Regions from separate parts of the Mus musculus genome. Here region 2 is linked to region 1. The links are chromatin contacts, called in public capture Hi-C maps. All regions are on one chromosome and are shown on one strand. Each heading gives the region's core, a stretch centred on a gene start, on an enhancer-like site or on the middle of the called end of the contact. The rest is flanking DNA. Distances are from core to core; before and after follow the strand shown. Region 1 has its middle 23 kb from the start of 1700065J11Rik. Region 2 overlaps Creb3l2 (cAMP responsive element binding protein 3-like 2).

Evidence for each region. Capture Hi-C pulls out chosen DNA fragments and counts their contacts.
Region 2: a capture Hi-C map of embryonic stem cells shows a contact between it and region 1, with 2.9 times the contacts expected there. The contact joins two enhancer-like sites. A contact is called at or near these places in 2 of 115 datasets of contacts at active chromatin or transcription factors (embryonic stem cells and extraembryonic endoderm stem cells) and 1 of 9 other capture datasets (embryonic stem cells).

Annotation. Positions count from the first base shown.
Region 1 is chr6:35,352,142-35,355,497 of GRCm38.p6, forward strand. No RefSeq gene overlaps it. Among named protein-coding and RNA genes, the nearest start is that of 1700065J11Rik, 23 kb to the left of the region's middle. Within about 2 kb of position 1,515, at least 46 of the 459 cell types and tissues checked have an H3K27ac peak or open chromatin away from gene starts, as enhancers often do. A contact at or near this core is called in embryonic stem cells, where this site is marked.
Region 2 is chr6:37,335,410-37,338,765 of GRCm38.p6, forward strand. Creb3l2 (cAMP responsive element binding protein 3-like 2) reads right to left here. Exons shown (of 12, transcript NM_178661.4): 9 at 806-905; 10 at 419-545. Among named protein-coding and RNA genes, the nearest start is that of Dgki, 37 kb to the left of the region's middle. Within about 2 kb of position 1,607, at least 68 of the 459 cell types and tissues checked have an H3K27ac peak or open chromatin away from gene starts, as enhancers often do. A contact at or near this core is called in embryonic stem cells, where this site is marked.

The DNA of each region.
Region 1 (3,356 bases), core at 265-2,764:
GTCAAACAATCTCTGGGTCCCCTGGAGCCCTCCCTCAATCCTCTGAGAGGCCACATGAGACATTCACTGTCTCAATTTGCCCATGCTTGAAAGGCCATATGTGGGTACTCCCAAGGAAGGTCCCATCTGAGCTCAGCTTCTAGCCATTCCATCAAGAAACCAGACAGTTGGCTGGGTGTGCTGGCCCATTCCTTTAACCCTAGCATTTAGGAAACTGAATCAGTGGATTTCTGTGTGTTTGAGGCCAGCCTGGTCTACATTGTGAATTCCAGGGCATCAGGGCTATGTGGAGAAACCTTGTCTTTTAAAAAAGGAAAAGCCAGGTGGTGGTGGTGGTTGTTGCTGTGATGGTGGTGGTGCACGCTTTTAATCCCAGTACTGGGGAAACAGAGGCAGGCAGATCTCTGAGTTCACAGCCAACCTGGTCTATAGAGTGAGTTCCAGGACAGCCAGGGCTATATTGAGAGGTCCTGTCTTAAAAATAAGAAAAGAAATCAGACATGTGAGGGAAGCCATAGAGGGTCCTCTACACCATTCTGTCCAGTGTCAAACACCTTTTATATGGAATGGAACAATGCAATAGCTGAGTCCTGTCTGGACTCCTTACAAACAAAATTGTGAAATACAGTAGATATTTGAGTAATTTTTTAAGCCACCAAGTTTGTTCTAGGATAGTTTGTGGTAGGATAGAGACCACTAGAATTTTACTGGAAAGAAATCTAGACGCACAAACATCCAGCTGGGAGAGACCTAGAGTTCTCTGGTTTGCACACTATAATTCTGAATCTTGGGGTTGGTGACAGCATGCTGTAGTAGAGGCCCTGGGTTCCACCCGCAGATCTAAACACTGTCAGAGACATCTAAAAGTTGGCCGTGAAATGCAGCAGGTGCGTAAGCCCTTTAACTTCTGCTTTTCCTTTCCTGCCCATGATGACAGGCTGGCTGCATTGCTCTTTCCTGGATAACCCTGTTGGAGCCGTGCCTAAAGCTGTACATATAGATGTCTGCTCACTCGTATCATAGAGGTGAAGCTGCTCCGAGAATCTGGAGTTGGTGTCCGTCTGCCTTTCCCATGGCCAGGGAGAGCTCTCTGAGGTTGGACCTACATTTTCCTTTCGACTTGCCTCTCCCCATTCCTTCTAGCAGGCCTGCAATGGAGAATCCCCCATCCAACCCAGGAAGGACAGTCACTCTGTGTAGGGAGAGCTCTAAGCATCCTACCTAAACGCTAAGGCATGGGAGCCATGCATGGATCCTATGAGCCCGCACGACCCCATCACCATCAGCCCACACAGGGCCCCCTGCCCTGAGGAATGCCCACTTTCATGTTTTGCTCTTCATGTTTTGAATGCCCCGATTTTGTTTTGAAGAGGGGGTTGGGCTTTTTTTTTTTTTTGTATTGGATTCTGAAAATCATGTAGCTGATCTTGTCCAAGGCTCATATTAGGTTTGCCAAGACGAGGGTGTTTGGCTGGGTCATTGTCACAGCCTACAGACTCACAGAGGACTGGGTGGAGTAGGGTGGGGTGGGGTGGGGACAAACCACATTTAAAACTGAATGTAGAATTCCTTCGCTCTGCTGGCCAGTCCTTAGGACAGATCCTCCCATAATTAACAACATGGTCTTCTCTGGCAGGACGAAGTGGGTGTCAGGGATGCGTGTCTAGGAGCAGAACTGGAGGTATACGGTGTAGCTAGGGCCAAAACAACAAATCCAGAATGTGCTGACTCTGTAACCATTCCTCACTTGGAACCAAGCTGGGGAAGCGCCCCACCCCCACCCCTCAATGGCTGGTTTTTCTACAGGGGAGATGAAAGTTGGCCTTGTCCGGTAGCACAGCTTCTCTGCCCCGGAAGCCATGAGGAGCAGAAGCCCTATGCTGAGTCTCCATAAGGGCAGAGGGGGCCCAGACTCACAGTCCCCTTGAGAGCAGAGGTCGATCCCACTTTGCCTAGGTTGTTACACGCTTGGTTATCATTCTGAAAACTTCTCTGCCTGCTGTGGGCTTGCCAGCTCACATATCCGTCTCCATTCAAAACACAGCTGCTTCTTTTGCCTGCCAGCTGTGTCTCAAAAAAATCAACAAAGCCAGGTCGGTGGGGGCTGAGCGCACGCGTGTTTCTTTGCCCCCTTTTGCTATTGCTTTGTTGGCTTACAGCTGTCATTTTCCAGTCATGGTCCCTAAACTTGTGGCATCAGCACCACCTGATGAATGAACACAAATGATGATTCTGGGGACTCCAGCCCAATTCTACTGAATCTAAAACCCGGGGGGTGGAACCCTGCACTTTCCCAAGCCTTCTAGGTGGCCCTAATAATCAAGGCGGTTCGAGAACTAGTCTCCTGCAGCAAAAAACAGGGTCCTCTTTTTACTCCCCACGCCGTGCTCCCCCCCCCCCCCGCCCCCAGCGGTTGAGCTGATACTTGTGTGGTGGGTAGGTGGGTTATAGTTTTGAAAGGGAAAGAAAGAATAACCGTGTGTATGGACCACAACCCTCAGTCACACACAGACACAAAAACACCCCCCCGCCCCCATACACATAAGGATGTGTCAAAACCTGTCTCACTCCGCGTTCCTCCTCCGTTTAACATCTGTTTGGCACACTTTGGGTTGTTTGAACAAGAGAATCAGTGTCGGAATGAACTTGCTTGCAGGGTGTCTGGAAGGCAGGTGCAGCCTGCTACTTTTAATGCAAGCTGAGAACAAACGCAGCATAGTGAGCTCAAATCAGCCTTCTGCTGTTAGAGGCAGGGCTGGGATTTATGTTTTGCTGGCCCTGGGCCCCCTAATGGGCTGCCTTACCTTGGGGTCTTAATTAGAAGCAGCAGTGGCCCTGGGGCCTGCTGGGTTTCTATTTGATGTGACTGCTTAAAAGCCCTGAGATGGAAACCAGGCCTTTTGTTATTTCACGGGTTCTGAAAAGCTGTTTCATAAAAGCCCCTTTGCGCTCTCGTGTACCAATGTAATAATAATAATAATAAAAGTCATTTACACAGGGAAGCGATTGGTAACCTCTAACTCCATGCACTGTGGCATCTCAGGTCCAGGCTAGGTCATTTTAGACAGCTTGGCTCTCCAGTGAGACCCTTCTCCTACCCAGCCACCCTTCCTTTTATTCAACCCTCCCTCACATCCAAGAGACATTCTGCTTTATAGAATTGTCTTAGAAGCTTGGACATTAGAAAAATATTCAAGAGTCAGATATGATGATAGCTTTTGGCAATGCTTGTAATCCCAGCACCTGGGACGCTGAAGCAGGAAGATCTCAAGTCGAAGGCCACTCTGCCTCCTGGCTTAAAAAAAGAAAAAAAAATTAAGGTTGGTAGGTGCTGCTCAGTTGCCAGAGTGTTTGCC
Region 2 (3,356 bases), core at 357-2,856, 2.0 Mb after region 1:
TGAGCATCCAAAGTCTTGAGCCCAAGACAGATGAGTTCTTTAATTTTTGTTGCAAACTCTCACTGCAACACCATATAACTCCCCTCAGGGAGTCAGAGACTCTGAGATATCAGAGCAAGCTAAATGTCCTCCTCGCTCTCTGGTCTTCCAAGATCCACATCGCCCCACCCCACCCCAAGTCAGAACTCCAAAGGGGGTGTCAGGGCTTATCAGAGAAGGAATCTGGAGCACTAGGGACTTCTGTTAACTCTCTGTGGAATTCTTGAGAATTCCTGGTGCTACCCAGGGAGTCCAGTGGCCACTCCCAGAACACCCCACCTGCAAACAGAGATGCTCTACTCTTACACATGGGTTGGGATCCCTTGCAGAGAGCTCGGAAAGCCAACTGCAGGCAAACAAAAACAAGGTGGTGACTTACCCACGGAGGCTGTGTATGGCTCTGACAGAGGATGCTGGCTGGGCAGAGCCATCTTGGTGGCAGAAGGATAAGGCCCATAGCCTTGAAAGAAGCTTCCAAATGCAACAGCAAAGCAAAGCACAACGACCTAGAGGTAAGGAGAGAACACGGGGAGCTGTAGAGCTCAGACTGTGGGTGGCTGACCTCTGGGAACAAGGGACAAGAAAGAGCACAAGTCTGTTAGGGGTCAGGTCACCCTCACTTGTGTCCTTGAAATGACGAGACAAGGGGAAGCCTTGGAACGGGATGTATGGTCTCTCTGGCTTCATTCATTGTTAGCATTTTCAAGGTAGGGGAGTCTGGAAATGGGGGGCTTGCCAGGGGAGGAAGTCCCTTTGGGAAACTCACCATGAGGCAGGTGCCAGTCTGTGTGCCAGCTAACTTGCAGGTTCGAGAGACCTTCCCCATCACCAAAGTCTGAAGCTTCTGAAGTTGCTGAAGGAGAGTCCTGCCACGGTGATAAGTGAAAGTCAGGAAGGGGCACGTGAGAGCGAGCTGCTCTGAACGACTCTCCCGCAGAAGTCATAGCGGCTTCACACCTGTGACTGAGCAGGGTCTGGAAGCACGGCAAAAGGACTACACCTGGGCGGGTGTCCTTTGGACTACACCTGCTGGCAGCGCCACCGCAGAACCCCCTGGAGCTTCAGAGTCAGCCTTGACAACAGCTCTGCAGCCTGCAGCTGTTCTGGGCAAGAGAGGAGCCCCCAAATCAACCCTGACAGGCAGAAACTTGTCTGTCAGCCAATGAGGGAAGAAAAGGACACTCTGGTTGGATGACTCCCCTCTCTCCAAGTTCCTATGTTCAGACTGAAGCTGCAATATAATGATAATAGGCAGGGGGTGTGGGGTGAGTAGCCTTGAGAATAGAGTTTTAATAACAGGACGAGTGCCCACATAAGGGGCTAAAAGTACAGTTCTTCACTACATGGGAACACAGCTAGGAGCTGTCGTTTTTTTCTTTGCACCAGAAGGCAGCCTTTACCAGACACCGAATCTGCCAGCACCTTGATCTTGGCCGCCTCTGCCTCCAGTACAGCAAGAAATGCATTTCTGTTGTTTCCAAGCCAGTCCTTTTATGGTATTGTGTTACAGCAGTCTGAACTGACTAGGGCAGTGGTAATTACAAAGGAGGCTCGTTTCACCAAGAGATGAGAGACACTGATCTATAAAAACAAAAACAAGAGAAGGAGAGAAACAAAGGCCGGCAGAGAACAATAGCAGGAGGGGCCAGAGGTGGTGGCTTGACTGGAAATGGCCAGTCCATCAGTGAGCGGCAAGTTTACACAGAGCACTCTGCAGAGGAAGGGAGGGAGCAGGGAAGAGGAGAGAGGGAAAGGGGGATGGTACTCCCCAGCTAGGACAACTGTGGATGTTCAGAGATGAGGACAGCAGTATACACACTGTAATATCAGGATGTTGTGTGGGAGCATCTTTGCAAATCCTAAACCAAGAATGGCAAGACATAGCAGGGGTCTGGCAGCACATCCTCCCAGGTTAGAGTGTCTCCCGGGACTCAGGGGGACTAGCATAAAGCCTGGGACCCCTGCCTCATTCTCATCAGCTCTGCTCAAGGCCGGCATCCACTACAAAATGGAAAGGGTTTGTGAGAACATACGGTCTGAGTATCAAAGATTTTCAGAAAACAGCGAACCGTGATGGAATGTTTGAAAGCCAGGCAAGAAGAATTCTGGGATTTCCTCACATCTTGCTTGCCATCACAGCCTACCCGCGGCATGTCTTTCCAATGATGAAAACACATGCAAGCTTTTCTGAGGTTTGTAATTCTGTCCTGCCCAGTATCAAAGACATGAATTCTCTTAGTTTAAGCAAGGGTAGGCTGGCTTTGAGATGGTTTTCCTTTCTGCAGTATCAGTGGAGGTAGACTTGGTGAAAGAATTTGAACAGCCCTCAGCACACATGGTAGAAGGCTTTCTAAACTCAAAAAAATCTCCCTGTGGTCCTACCCACTCTGTGTTTTTTGCCATGTGGAATAATTTTAGGATAGCAAGATAATATTTCCTATGGAAGGCTATTGTACTCAATCATACTTTTCATTTTGGCTATATAAAAGCATGACCAGATGGGGTTAGACATGACCCTTATTAATTTATCAAAGTAGGATTTGCTTTAAAAGCACACTGCATGTTGCTCAAGGTGAAGAAATGCTGATAGCACACTTATTTTAAATTCCACTTTAAAAGTTCATAACCAAGAGTCCCTGTGCTGCAGAACTTTCTTCTGTCGTAGAATTTCCTCTCTGTCCTGCCTAAGCTTCCTCAGAAGCCTCTGCACTACCCACCAACACAGCCCCCACCGCAGCAGCACCAGATACTGAGTGAGCTCTTGCCTGGCCAATGGCTCAGTGGAACTCATTCTACAGACTTGCCATCCTGCCAGCCGTAGCATGTGTGTGTGTAGCATGTGACTGTCATCTGTAATGCCAGCCCCAAGTTCCTCTCGAGGTTCTCCCTCAAGTCCTGGGACCTATATACAAGCAAGCCCACAGGCAGGAACACTTCTTCCAAGGCATCGATCCTAAGGTCTTGGGCTGCCTGCTGAACTACAGCAGGGACCTCACTGCTTCCAGCGTTGGCTGATGCTGTCACTGGGTGCCCCAACTCTGCCTTGAGCATTCTTGTGCCAGGATGTAAGCTCAGCTGTAAGCTACACAGGGATGGTCATCTTCTCTCTACCCAGCCTTCAGCTAGAAGGACCCTTCCCAAGCTGTACCAATGCCATCTACTTTGCTCCAACATCCTCTGGTGGCTTGGAAGCAAAAACATAAATATTATTTATTTATATATTTTTTTGCCTGTTTATCATCAAACATTCTACACTTCCTCTCTGCCCACCCACGGTCTGAGAAAACAGATTCCCCAGGACAACAGAAATACCCCTC